3 separate regions of the Mus musculus genome follow, and all the other regions are linked to region 3. The links are chromatin contacts, called in public Hi-C maps. All regions are on one chromosome and are shown on one strand. Each heading gives the region's core, a stretch centred on a gene start, on an enhancer-like site or on the middle of the called end of the contact. The rest is flanking DNA. Distances are from core to core; before and after follow the strand shown. Region 1 holds the start of Zfp827 (zinc finger protein 827). Region 2 overlaps Zfp827 (zinc finger protein 827). Region 3 overlaps Mmaa (methylmalonic aciduria (cobalamin deficiency) type A).

Region 1 (4,844 bases), core at 324-2,823, 240 kb after region 3:
CCTCCGGCGCCTCCCGCGTCCCCTCCTCCCGCCACCCCGCCCCACGCCTTCTCCCCTGCCCCCTCTCCCCTGCATTCAAGGAGCCCGGCGGCCCCGGGGGGGATATTTTTAGTTGCTTCTTTCTCCTTCACTTTTAGCTTCAGCAGCATCTCGGAACACTCCGAGCGGAGAGCTTGTGGGGGGACGAGGGGGGAGCCCGAGAGGGAGTGGGGGAAAAGTTAAGAGTCTCGCAAAGAAAAGCGGGAGGGCGGCGCGGAGGGACCCGAGGCGCGGGTGGAGGAGGGGACGGGGACCCGGCCGCGCAGCCCGGCGCGAGTCTCCAGTTGGCGTGTGTGGCTAGGGCCAGGAGGGCTGGGATGCACTTTAGTCACGGACTCTGCTCGGGCTGGCGGGGCAGGGGGGTCTGCGAGCCCGCGTCGCCCCGGCTCTGTCTGCTCCGCCTGACCCCGCATTTTATTGCGGCCGGGAGCCCTGCTCCGCCCTCCCCTCGGCTCTGCAGGGACCTCGCGCGCCGCGCGCCGCCCTGGCTGCCTCGCCTCAGCCTCGGCGCGGCTCCCGCACCCCACATCCGCTCGGCTGCCCGGCCTCGCCCCCCGATCGGCCACCCGCGCCCCCCGGCGCCCCCACACCCTCCTCGACCGCCCCTGCCTTCCCCTCCGCCACCGCCTCCACCTCCGCCTCCAGCTCCAGCTGCCCGCGGCTCCGGGGCCGACCCACCCCGGCGCAACCTTTAGCCGGAGACCGACCTCTCCGGTCCCCAGCCCGGCGGGCGGCCGCGCGCCCTCGCCCCGACACCCCCAATCGCCATGTCACGGCCTCGGCCCTGCGCGCGCCCCAACCCCGCACCCTTGTGCACCGGGATCCACACGGAATTTCTTTTTTTTTTCCAAGATTGCAACCTCTCCCACCTCCCCCCACCCGCGACAAAAACCCGGCATCCACACTACTCCCCTCCTCCCTCCTCTCGCCCCCTCCCCCGCAAACCGGAGTGAGGAGGGGGAGGGAAAGGGGGGAAAAGCCCGATCCCAAGGAAAAAAAAGAGGGGGTCGAGAGAAAGAAAGAAAAAGAGAGAGAGAATAGAAAGGGCACGGGGCTGATCATCACCAACATGGCTGCCTCGGCATAGACCTAAACGAGGAGTAACCCGGGCTGTGTCTTTGTCAGTTTCACCTCTGTAACCCTAAACTAATGCAGAAAACAACGGCGGAGGCTGCGGAGGGGAAAGAGGAGAGGGAGGGCGAGAAAATGGCACGAGAGGAGGTGGAGAAGGGATGACTTACGTGAGGGAAGGCGCTTGGGCTGCTCCTGCTTCCTCCTGGGCATTTTCCCCCTTTTCTCACATTCTCCTCCTTGGTTAATGTGAGATCAAATAAACCCCCGTGGGGGCAGACAGGCAGACACTGGCAGGAGCGGGGAGGTAGTTGGGGGGCGGGCAGGGGGAAACCCCTTCTCTCCGGTGTGTGCAATGGGTTGAAGCTTGTTTCCTGGAGCCAGAAGAGGGGTTTTCTTCTTTCCTTTCTTTCTTTCTTTCTTTCTTTTTTTTTCCTTTTTTTTTTTTTTTTTTAATTTTTTGGTCGTGCACCTGGCTTGTCCCCGAGCGTAATATTCTTCAATGGAAACGGATCTAATAGGTGTGAGTGTGTGTGTGTCCTGTGCTCGCGTGTGATGGGAGGTATAAATAAATGAGCGCCGGTGCGGCGGTGTCTATGGCCGCGCGCTGTGTCTCCGAGCCCCTAACACTAATGTCGGGATCAAAGGGCAGCGGCGGCGGCAGCACAGCTCGCAGCTCGCTCTCTCGCTCTCCTCTCGCGCTCTCTCTCTGTCACACACACACACTCACACACACACACAGAGGCACAGACTGAGGGAAAGAGCGAGAGCTAGACACACGCGCGCGCGCATACACACACACACACACACACACACACACACACATACACACACTCAGCAAAGAGGAAGGTGCCCTAAGGCTCTCAGGGCGGACTCAGCCTAGCATTTACAACTGCTCTGTCTGGAAAGCATGGGGGGCGCGCGTGCGGGGGTGGGATGGACTTCTTCGAATTTATCCCGCTAGTCGCCCAATCAAGGGGGGTGGTGGAAAAGTGCCCCCCCCCGCTCTTGAAACATTATTTTACAGATTTTTTTTTAAGGAAATAGGTTGCACTAACCACTTTCTTTTGTGTATTAAACTACGTTTGGTTCTGTATAAAATTCCCCAGGCTTTTGTAACTGAAAGACTGACTCTCTCACCCCATCACCTTGAGTCTGGACGTTACAGACTCTCACATACTCCCTTAAAACAGCCTAATGGAAATAAATCTTTTTTAAAAAAAAAAAAAATGAAAAGATAGCATAGGGTGGGATCAGTGGATGGGTGGCATGGATACCCAATTTTAGAGGGTCCGGTGGAGTTAACACTTGAAAATTCAGCCAAAACTAAAATTACAGGTTCTTGATAAAGAGGGAAAATAAGATTAGGTCACCCCCCGCCCCCCAGGGTTGACTCAACTGCCACGGGTCTATTCCTACAGTGCACACAGTGATCTTGACTTCTGTGATTCACTCCCTGCCTCCCCCCCCACCTCCCCAGAACACAGGTAACTGAGCCTTACCCTGAAGCAATTCTAGTGTGTAGTTTGAGCTCATACAGCAGTCTTCATTAAGCCATATACTTTCATTACTTTAGAAATCACACATCTTGCTTCAAAGAGACACATAAAGAGGGAAAACAGAAAAGGATGCGTCGCCTCACAAAAGGTACTCAGTGAAGGGAACGGGTCTCTCTCTCTCTCTCTGACTGTAAGCCATGTGGATACAAGTTCACTGGGAGGTTGTTAATGATTTAAAACTCCAAAATCTGCTACTATAATTGAAGTAAAAAAAAAAAAAAATTTGGTCTGAAGAAGAGCTGTTTCATAAAACTCTTTGTAAGGGGAAACTTTGAACTTGGTGGAATACATTATATGTCATGAGTCAGAGCTAAAAAATAAAAAGGTGCATTATTTAAACATCTTCCCTTTTGAGGTTTAAAAAATCGACTCATCATCTTATTATGTTAAATATTTTCCTACCAATTTTTTAATAGATGTTTTCATCAGAAGGTGGAGCATAGTGAAGACACAAAAGTTTAAAATGGCATTCCATCAGGTGACATGAGTGACTAATGAGACTTAGAAGTCTCCAGTGGTGTTAAAGAGAGCCACTGGGGTTAGGTTTGGTTACATTTCCTTTAAATGACAATAGCTTTATACTGTTTTCACTAGGAAACTGTAAAGGAGACTGTGTCTCCCAAAAGATGGCTTTCATTAATAGTGAATTCTCAAGATGAACCCCTTCTTGCTGATACCTACCAACATACTTGGCACTCCAAGGTTGCAATGCTATTTGAAGCAGGTTTAAATGCCTTCTGAAACAGTGCAATATCCAAACTGGAACATCAACCTTAAACCAATTCCAAAATACAAAAAAAAAATTGTTTTTAAATGATAGTTAAAATCAGGCATGGTGACCAGTGCCTTTGATCCCAGCACTGGTGAGGCAGAGGCAGGCAGGTCCCCATTGGAGGCCAGCCTGGTCTACAAAGCAAGCTCCAAACTAGCCAGGGCTACGAGTGAGACTCCTTCTCAAAATAAGAAAAACTAGCAAACAAAAAGAGGCAGTTAAATTGTCCCTGTGTAATGATCTGAGATAGATTGTTCACTCCGATCAAGACCAGTCTGCCGTGCCTTGGACTGTGTGTGCATGAGGTTTGAAGCACGTCTGTTCCAGGCAGACTGCTGTGGGCTTGTCGTGCCTAAGGAGAGATAAACACATTGATCATGAGACCGACCACAGCTTTCTCAGAACTTTTACCTAGGACATCAGGATCACAACTCCAAATGGACACAGCACCACCTTTTCCTGAAACTGCAGTGACCGTTCACAGTACTTAGTACACTGTAATTGAAAACACACTTTTGGCCCTTCCTCCAGCTGAGTACATTTCCTGCGACCTTTTAAAGGCATGCTGGCAAAAGCTGTCGACTTTTAATTATATAGGTGTTCCATCAACAGCCAAAAGCATTTTAAATGGAATTTATTCATACCTCCACCTTTTCCAAAAATTATTTGAAGTAATACATAACAATGGGAAATAGAAATAAACAGAGCCTCTTCTGTTTAAATCCCATGTTGGTGTCTGAACAGTAGACAAACCGCTTCAAGGTCATTTGTAGCCACCCCTAATTGCTGGAATGTTAGCGCAATCTAAATGTTAGGAAGATAAGGCCTGGAGATCATCACAACAAAACTCAAAATCAAAATTCGATAGTATGTTTGGGTACATATAGCCAGGAACAATCAGTTTGGATTCTTAAACTCAAATGTTGTATTTGATTCACTGGTCTTTTCATACTACATATTTCTTAAAAAGCATAGTACCCTTCCCACCCCATCTCTATCATTTGTCAAATGTGAATCCTAAAGGCATGCATTCTGAGATGTTTCATAAGTGCTGGCTCACAGGTGTAAATGCCATCTAAGGCCAAGACTTGCTAAAGGTGGGTAGTCAGTGAGATCACAACTCGTAGAATAGCATAGAGGCTGCAGAGGGTCTCCAGGGTCAGAAGCATTCTTACAATGAAAGTGACTCAGCAGATACAGTCACCTGCTGACATGCCTGATGGCCCAAGTCCTGTCTCTGACACCGGCTTGGTGGAACGAAGGAACCAGCTTTCAGCAACGTGTTCTCTGACCTGCACAGGTGTATCGTAGCATGTGCAACATCTCTCCCAGTAAAATGGATGAATTACTGTTTTTCAAACTTTGATAATAATATTTCGATGCCCCTTGCCCTTTTCTCCCAT
Region 2 (4,644 bases), core at 1,912-4,411, 130 kb after region 3:
TCCAATACAAGGACCCTTGGGGAGGCATTCAAGATCCGAACGATAGTAACAGGGACATTAACCTCTAGCTGTCCACATTGGTAAGTTGTTTCATAAAGCAGGCATTATTGACTCTGTTTTCCCTTGACTGGCATCCTTATCCCCCCAATAGAGTTTCCTGGTTTTATTTCTAAAATATGGAAATAAATATACTCAAATACTTGTCCAGAAACTGCTTCTGAGGGAAGGCCAAACTAATGGTTTCTAAACCCAGAGTGTTTCAGTGAGTAGAGTCAGTGTAGCTGTGAAGACAGGAGTTATAGGAGAGGAAGGGCCCTTTCCTTTCCTCTCCCCCCACTTCTCTCTGGAATTGAGGTCTGGAGAAAGTACAGGGTGGGAGAAATTGTGTGCTCATTTAGCATCTGATACACTGAAAGAGCCCCAGGGACCTTTATCAGGGATGTCCCTACTAATTACCTAGGGATGCTGTAATGAACCTAAAGTTTAAAGCAAAGGAGGGTCACCCTTCTGCATGGTGGGTTAACACCTTTCTTTTCTGAATGATAAGCTGAGAACAGAAATTTTAACTAGCTTGATAAGCAAAGCAGGAAGTGAGAGAGAGAATCAGTGCGTGGAGGTGGGAAGCCCTGGCCTACCATTCCAGTGATGGCCTTATCTAGAGAAGGGCCGTGCTGTGGTGGGGGTTGCCTTTCCAACAGTGAGGCGGTCATCCGTTCTACAAATGGAAAACAGAATGGGTTTGTTTGACTGAAAATAGATGGTCTAGTTTGTGAGTAGACTGTCCCCCCTCTTTATTTTCAGCCCTGGGTACTAGACGGCAGTTGCTGCTCTGAAAAGGAATAAACACAGAGAGGAAATTGTGTGACATGAGACTATGTATTTTTGATAGCAAAGGGACTGGAAGGACATAGTGTATATATAAAAAAGGCCTTGTAGATTGAATTAGCCAGTCTCAAACTTGAGCAGGGTCACTGCATTGCAATTTGCAAACAAATCCTTTTCATTATCTGCTACACAGATTTAAGAATTTGGCTTTTATAGCTCTACTCATTCTCGGGGCATCTGAATAGTCTTTTTGAAGGCAAAAATGTAGCTGAAGGCCCCCACAGGAGCCACAGAGTGTCCCGAATGCTGCGTGTGAGAACGTATGTATTCGATCTACTCAGAGGACACACTCTCAGGCCACAGCCCTCAGAAGGTCATCTGTGCACTGGGTGCCGAGGGCTCCTGGGTATTGTCATCTTCTACCAGGTACAGACATGAGTGTCACAGTGACTCAAGCCACGCCCCGTCTTACCAGTGCAAGTGCATGCGATTGCCCAAAGTTTCATCTGCTGTGGTTTTAAAGGTACCTCAGGCCAGGTATCTGAACTGTATGTGAATTTTGTTTTAGAGAATTTACTGCCCCCCACCCCAACCCCTGTACAGCATGGACGCACATTGTTCTCTTACAGAAACCAACACTTTAACTTGTTTATTACTGATGTGTCTGAGAAGGGCTAAGTTGGACACCATTCTGACAAGGACTAATGAAAGACCTTTCTCTGCACATAGTACTGAATGGGATCGACAGTTCTCTTCTGAATACATCTACACTGACCACGGCCAGCTGGCAAGGCACAGCTGCGCTAGTCATGCATGCACAGCTTCTGCCCTTAGCAACATTAGGTGAAGACAATCCGTGGCTGTAAACCTTTCTCCCTCTAAGAAACAGCTTCCCAGCCTTGGCTAATCTCGGAAGCACCCGAAGAAAAGCTGCATGTGGTGTGGACGTTTCCAGATTGGCAGCACAGCAGGCAGGGGATGTGTGACTTCCATGTGCTCCCTTCCGAGCCAGCAGCTCAATGCTTTGGGAATGGCCTGCGAAGTGTGGCTTGTGTCTTCCTTACTTTTGAACTGCATCGATGAAGACCATGACCAAAAGCGACTTGGGCAGGAAAGGGTTTCATTTCACCTTACAGCTTGCAGTCTTTCATTCAGGGGAGCTGGGGCGGGAACTGAAGCAGATGCCATGAGGAGCCCTGCTTGTTCTGTGACCCATGAGAGCTCGACGTACTTTCTTATACCACCCTGGACCACATGCCCAGGGAGGGCACTGCCCTCAGTGAGCTGGGTACTCCTATATCAACCACAGTCAAGAAAATGCCCACACAGTCTTGCCTACAGCCAGCCCGCTGGAGGCACTGCCTTCAAGTCAGCCCGATGGAGGCACTGCCTACAGCCAGCCCAATGAAGGCATTTTCTCAGATTAGGTTCTTCCCAGATAACTGTAGCTTGTGCCAAGTTGACAACAACCAACCAGGGACAGGTGGTAAGGCTGAAATCTACTGCCACTGTCCTCCTCACTGTCAAATCTGAGGTGAATGTGCACTTCCACTGACGGCCTCTCCACGTGCACATAGCACTGCCATCTAAGTAAGCCAAGTGGCCGACAGAGGTAGACATGATGTTTTAAGCCCCATGAATTCCCACAGACCAGTATGTGCACACAAGCAGCCCGATGAGAAATGGGACATTGCAGCTTCCTAAATGATCTTCTCTGCTCCTCCTAGTCAACACCACAACCCACCTTTGTGACTTTCAAGAATAACGGTTGTAATTTCTCCCCTCCCAGCAATCAGTGAGGGGAGAAGGCTCCCACCAACCCCTGCACCACAAGTAGACTCTGAATTCACCTAGATCAACTCCTTTGAACAGAAGGGAACCAGGGTTAGCTAGTGCCACAGCACCCTTGATTATCCAGGGTTAGCCAGTGTCACAGCACCCTTGATTATCCAGGGTTAGCTAGTGTCACAGCACCCTTGATTATCCAGGGTTAGCCAGTGTCACAGCACCCTTGATTATCCAGGGTTAGCCAGTGTCACAGCACCCTTGATTATCCAGGGTTAGCCAGTGTCACAGCACCCTTGATTACGGCAGAACTCTGAGCTGAACAAGATCTAGGAGGAGCCTGGAGACCTTCTAACTTCTTCCTACTGGAAACTGGGCTGGGGATAGCCCTAGTTTTGCTGAACCCTGGCCCACAGCATTTCCTTTTGCCCTCTGAGCAGATTTCAGTAGTTCTGTCAACACGCTTTAAACAGAAATGTAGGGCACAATTTTAGAAAACCACTTCCTCAAACCAGGAGAGGCATTCAAATTTGTGGAAGTTGGAGTTTCATTCTAGAAGGCTTGCCTAGCGTGCATGAGGCTCCAGGCTCAACCACTGGTATCAGACAATAAGCAGTAGTGGTATCGGCAATAGTAGTAGCAGTAACAAAGTGATGACCTAAGTCCCAAATGGAAGACACATTGCAAATGACTACAGCATTACTAGGCACTTAAAGCAAAGAGGGAAGATGGAGATGGAAGAAGATGAAACTAGAGTTCTACTGACAACAGTAAGAGCTCACATCAGTTCCTCCAAGTATCTTAATAGCGTTCTACATTTAGTTCTGCCTGGGCACAGGACATCCTTCACACGTGCGGTGCTGAAACTGGGGCAGGGAGGTGAACTCCTCTGTTTCCTGGCTCCCACATGGCTACACATCTGGCTTTGGATTCTTGCACTGACTCAGCAACTCCATCACTGGAATGAACTGTATAGTCTCTGAGCCTCCACCAATCACCTGTATGGCGGTGATAATCCCCACGTCTCAGCGAGCTGCTCCCACAGCCAGGTGCGAGGAGACATCACCCACACCTGGCAGAGGAGATCCTTGATATCCATTGCTTTCTCTGTACAGGAAGAATCTGTTTCATCAAAACGTTTTTTTTTAAGAGGGTCTTGCCAGTACCCCATGTTCTGCTATTTGTCTATGACTTGGCCAAATCTAAAGAGTCTACTTCATTTGAGAAGGCTGAGGACATTCTCTGCTAGAACCCAGGGCACACTTGTATTTCTGTCTGTCCTCTGCCTCCCTCTGTCTCCTGGAATCACATGAGGTTTGAAAATGCAGAGGAATGGGGCACATAGCTTAGAGTGTATCTTTTCAACCAACTGTCTCAAGGAACCCTTCAGATCTGGCCAGCAGCGTGTTAGGCAGGGTGACTTGCAGGTGGTACTGCCATGCAATGTCCTAGAGTTTAGAAAGTGTTAACAGCTTCCTGAGCCTGTGACAAAATAGCTAAGAGAAACGTGTTATAGAGAGGAGAGATCTATTTTGTCCATGTTTCGTTGGTGCTGTCATTTTGGTCCTCCAGTGAGATAGACAGAGAGCATCACGGTGAGAAACAGCTGCTCTCCTCATAGGGGTGGGGGACCGGGAAGACTAGGGCAGGGATCCAATAGTGAACCAATGTCCTTCTTGTAGCGTCACTTCAGTCGCTGAAGTTCTCACCACCTCTCAAGAGTGCCATCAACTGGAAACTAAATCTTCAACACATGGTGCTTTGGGGGGCATGTAAGAGACAAAGCACAACAGTACATGACCTTATAGACCGCTTAACTTGGATTGACAGCAGGTAGGGAGCAGAGAACGGATCCAGAATTGGATGGGGGGTGGGCAATTGATCAATCGCTCTCTCTTTTCTCTTCCTCTCATCTCTCCCTCCCTCTTTTTTATTTGTCTGTGTTGCTGTGTTCTCTGTGTGGTGTAGCATGTGTGTGCCCAGTGTGTGTGCATGTGTATGCAGGTGTGTAGGCATATGTGTGCACATGTATGT
Region 3 (4,410 bases), core at 1,805-4,304:
AGAGAAAAAATAGGTGCAGTTAAATGGAATGTTATAAATGTGAATTCGCAGTCTGTATAAACATTAGTTATTCATTTATTTGTCTGTCCTTGTGCTTTAGAGTCATAAGCCTTCCTGTAATATAGCATCGAGACCACCCTGGGAACTACAGCTAACATTTTGGGTTCACTGGCAAGAAAAGTTCTATGGGAGAATAAGTTGCTAATGCTGTGTTAAGTGTGCTGGCATCCATAGGTAATACGTAGATACAGCAGATTGTGCACTTCTGCAGGGATGATTTCTGTAGGAAGATACTTTAGGAAAGGTTTTATGTGAAAAAAAAATAAGGAAGTTAAGGTATATGGTAGGCATGTGCCCTAGAATAGTGCCTATGTGGAATAATAAAGGAAAATGGCATACCTTTAAGGAACTCAGTGTTCGCTGTCTCATGGTGGGGAAATGCCCTTAGGTGAGTGTAAATGGTCAGGTAAGACTATCCCCATTCTTTGTATGTAACTGTATGGCAAAAGGTTAAGAGCACTGCTCTTGCAGAGGACCCAGTTCAGTTCCTAGCACCTACAATGGGTAACTTACAACCACCTATAACACTAGTTCCAGGAAATTAAGAGGCCAGTACCTCCAACCTCCACGGGCACCTGCACTTCTGCACACATACTTACCTGTAGACACACACACACACACACACACACACACACACACACACACAATTAAAAATGATAAAATCAAATATGTTTTTAATTACAAAAAGAGGAAGTAGGAAAAGGTAGTAGTTTAAGGGTTTAATGCTTTCAGAATTTAAAGTATTGCTGTTTGCTCAAATACTACAATTAATTCAAAAAATATAACTAGTCCATTTCCTGGGTGTCAGTTGAGTACTACAGTAACCACTTTGTTTAGCATTCAGTGTACAGTAGCTTTAGGATAAGGTCATAGGCAGGGAATGCTGTAGCTAGAGCAAATTTTTCTCAACTTTGGTACTGGTGACACTTGGTGACACTGATGGCAAGTCTTCGTTGGTGGCAGCGATTTGTGGTATGTGGTGACTGTCCTATGGTGGTGCAGTAGCATCCTGCCCCGTTTGTGACAGGTGAAGCCATCTCTAGATACAGCAGATGCCTGTGGGGTGGGTGAGGGACGGACCCTGGTTGGAAACCATCACATGAAGGAAACGAAACAGATGCTGTGAACCTGAGATGTGCTGTAGGAAAGTCCCCATCCCGGTGCGCGCCATGGCGGTGAGGGGAGAAGTAACAGACTGGCATAAGGCTGATAAAATGCGACAATGGGGAGGAGAGCCTGTTCTTGGTAAAAAGGGAAAGGAGAGGGTCACCAAAGTTCTCTTATGTCCTCTAGGGTGTCAACAGATTGCAGAGCAGTTGCTGTGTACTGTACAGATTTACAGCAAAGGACATGTCATGAGAAAGTTCCAGAAAGACTCTGAAGGAAAAGACTTTAGTGTATGTAAGATAGATATGGTCTGTTATGTTACCAGGTTTTGAAGCACATGTTCCATTCCTGTGTAATGTCGTTTGAACCTCAGCATGACTTATTATTCCATTTATGTAAGAAAGGAAGGGTTTGGGAGGGTAAAAATAACACCCCAAAATGAAGTAGCAAGGACCCTGATTTGACCTCTTGTAAATTAGTGACAAGAGGACATACCAGATGTCCTAGTAGAACACCAGCAAGGACACAGCCACACTAATGTGGAGATAGCAGTGAAGAGACACAATGCTGGGCCAGAGGGTTGGCTTGGGCCTGGAATGCCGACATTGGTCAAGGAAGGTAAGGTAGGGATGTTGCCTGGAGCATCCAGGGCTTAGATTTGAACTTCCGGTCAATTCAAGGAGACCTTGTTGGTTTCCAGGAGCTTGAAATGATCCACTACTAACTTCAGTATGAGGATAGAGAGTGAGCTAGAGGAGAACTCAGTAATGTGGCATACACCTCAGGCTTGGGAAGAGATACCGTAAATCATGTCCTCTTGCAGTTTGCTGGTTGGTAATTAGCTCGTACAGCTCTTCCGTGATTGTAAAATGTAACTGTGTGTTTTAGGGTCCCTCTTAGGTGATAAAACCCGGATGATTGAGCTGTCAAGAGATATGAATGCCTACATCAGGCCCTCTCCTACCAGTGGGACTCTAGGAGGAGTGACAAGGACCACAAATGAAGCCATTGTGTTGTGTGAAGGAGGGGGCTATGACATCATTCTTATTGAAACCGTCGGTGAGTGTAATACTCTACTTCATAAGAGTCATGTACTTTCATAATGAGTGCTATTTAAAGATGACTAACAACTGACTTCATTTAGTTCACTCAGCAGATATGAACTATAATTAGATACAAGGTATTGCCCCACAGACAATGTGAGTACATGGGCTATGTTCCCTTCTCACAAGAGCCTGCCATGAAAAAGGTGAAAGTGAGCCCCGAGTCTGCAGAGCTGATATCTAAGCTGACATGTTCCGTGTGCCAGAGGCTAGTAAGCACTTGAATGACCGTGGGAAGTCAATCACAGCAGCACAGCACGCATGGGATCCTGGTGCTGGCTATTCCTCCGTAGCACAGTCATGTGCAGGACATCAAACGAAAACCCCAGCACTTCACACTCTTGCGGAGAGACAACCTTTTGGTTTACTTTGTGATGAATGTATATGATAGAACCCAAACCAGTGTTTGGGGGAATCAGTGAAGACTTCCTGGAGGAGGGAGGGTGGGATTTGATGGTAGGGGGTGAAGCATATTTGCACAGACACAGTGAGCAAACATGACTCCTTCAGAGAGGTGCAGCTTGCCTGATCAGGCCACTCACGGCATTTCGGGCAGAGACACTTGCAACAGGGGCCAGGGGAAGGTTTTCCTTATGTGCCCTGCCAAAGAGTTTTCATTTTCTCTGAAAGGAGTAGGAAGCTAGAACAAGGGAAGCCACATGTACGTTTGGAGGGAACCCCACAGCAGAATGAAGAATGATTAGAACATTTAGAGTGGAAGTGGAAGGCAGTTAAACTATGCTGTCAATCAAAGAAGGGAAATGGTGACTGCTACATCAAGTAAACAGGACCAGAGAGGAGGAAGTAATTCAGAAGCATGGACAGTGAGCTGGAGGACTCATGGAAGAGAGGAGGAAGGGAGCTTTCCAGAGCGGCAGAGAGCACTGTGGAAGATGGCAGGGAGGAGAACACATTGCTGTGACATCCTTCTTAGGTGTCCACGTGACATTGTTTTAGGAGACTGGGTGATAAATACAGACCTAACAACATGGGTCATAGTTCCACACCAAGTTATAAATTTTGTTTACATTAAGTGAAGGAAAGTGGGGGATAAAAATAGAACGTAGCCATATTGGTTCACTAGGATTATTGTCATAAATAGGGGCTGAGCAGCTTAGACCACGCCCATGTGCCTCTCACAGCTCTGGAAGCTGAGGGTCCAGCACCAGCAGGGTTGCTTTGTGTGCTCTCCTCCCTTTTTTTGCAGATGGCTTCCTTGTTGTGCCCTCACATGGACGCTCTCAGGATTACACACCCTGGTGCCTTCCTTCCCTTTCGTTAGCACCCCATCCTCATGACCTCATGTAACTCTGTAGAGCCTCATTTCCATCTGAGTTCTACTGAGTGCTGGAATTTCCATGATGGATCTGAAGACAGGTCTAACAGCCACCATTTAAGATTGAATGGAGAGGAGTCAGAGAAGAGGGCAATATAAAAGCCAAGTGTGTTATCTCAGAGTTGTGTATGGCTGCTTGTCCTAGAGACTCATGATAACAGCGACTCAGATAAAAGAGGGTTGCTGTCTTGTAAGTGAAGAAGCCCTGGGGCAGGTGCTTGAGAACAAATCTAGTTCTACACCTTCAGTCCTCAGGATGCCTCCATCCTTCACATGTAGTCTGCCTCAAGGTTGCTCAGGACTGGAAGGTGACTGGTGGAACTCTGACTGTCCCACTGGGTGGCAGACAGAAGGAAGGAGAGGGAAGAGGCACACCCGGCTGACGTGCCTTCTTCAGATGACCTGCCTGCAGTCCCTCTCTGCCTACCTTTACTATCACTCTCTGCTCAGATGCCTGACAGGACACCTCACCATGTCGGTTTGACTTGGTACACTGAACTCTAGGGTGAGGAGAGAAAACAGACAGAAGTAGGCACCAGAAGTATCTGCAACAAATAGAGAGTTTCCAGGTGAGCGTTGAGCTGGGGGTGTGGATCAAAACATAGGCACTGAGCATCAAGTAAGGTTTTCCAGAAAATTGACCATATAGAGAAAGTGAGAGGTTCTGTGGTGGCTGAGTGAGGCTTCGGGAAAGTGGATGGAAGGGAGCTCTCTTTAGCATGACTGCTCCAAGGAAACTGCAAGTGGGTGACCTGGCGGAGGCTGGGATGGCATCTGTTCCTCCACGGAGGGAAGTACTTCCTT

The links. A called contact is a pair of places that touch in the nucleus more often than the background predicts.
Region 1: a Hi-C map of bone marrow-derived macrophages shows a contact between it and region 3, with 21 read pairs. The contact joins the promoter of Zfp827 here to the enhancer-like site in region 3. A contact is called at or near these places in 1 of 39 promoter capture datasets (the SN4741 cell line), 16 of 484 Hi-C or Micro-C datasets (CD4 T cells, CD8 T cells, CD8 central memory T cells and 12 more), 13 of 115 datasets of contacts at active chromatin or transcription factors (bone marrow-derived dendritic cells, craniofacial prominence, embryonic forebrain and 8 more) and 1 of 9 other capture datasets (adipose tissue).
Region 2: a Hi-C map of bone marrow-derived macrophages shows a contact between it and region 3, with 1.8 times the contacts expected there. The contact joins two enhancer-like sites. A contact is called at or near these places in 6 of 484 Hi-C or Micro-C datasets (the AML12 cell line, Th1 cells, bone marrow-derived macrophages and 2 more), 2 of 115 datasets of contacts at active chromatin or transcription factors (CD8 T cells and bone marrow-derived dendritic cells) and 1 of 9 other capture datasets (bone marrow-derived macrophages).

The regions. Positions count from the first base shown.
Region 1 is chr8:79,025,166-79,030,009 of GRCm38.p6, reverse strand. Zfp827 (zinc finger protein 827) reads right to left here and starts at 1,573. Exons shown (of 15, transcript NM_178267.3): 1 at 1,281-1,573. The coding sequence starts at 1,323.
Region 2 is chr8:79,142,423-79,147,066 of GRCm38.p6, reverse strand. The region is part of intron 8 of Zfp827 (zinc finger protein 827); the gene reads right to left. Among named protein-coding and RNA genes, the nearest start is that of Gm30271, 57 kb to the left of the region's middle. Within about 2 kb of position 3,161, at least 36 of the 459 cell types and tissues checked have an H3K27ac peak or open chromatin away from gene starts, as enhancers often do. A contact at or near this core is called in bone marrow-derived macrophages, where this site is marked.
Region 3 is chr8:79,271,920-79,276,329 of GRCm38.p6, reverse strand. Mmaa (methylmalonic aciduria (cobalamin deficiency) type A) reads left to right here. Exons shown (of 7, transcript NM_133823.5): 4 at 2,056-2,226. Among named protein-coding and RNA genes, the nearest start is that of Mmaa, 21 kb to the left of the region's middle. Within about 2 kb of position 3,054, at least 5 of the 459 cell types and tissues checked have an H3K27ac peak or open chromatin away from gene starts, as enhancers often do. A contact at or near this core is called in bone marrow-derived macrophages, where this site is marked.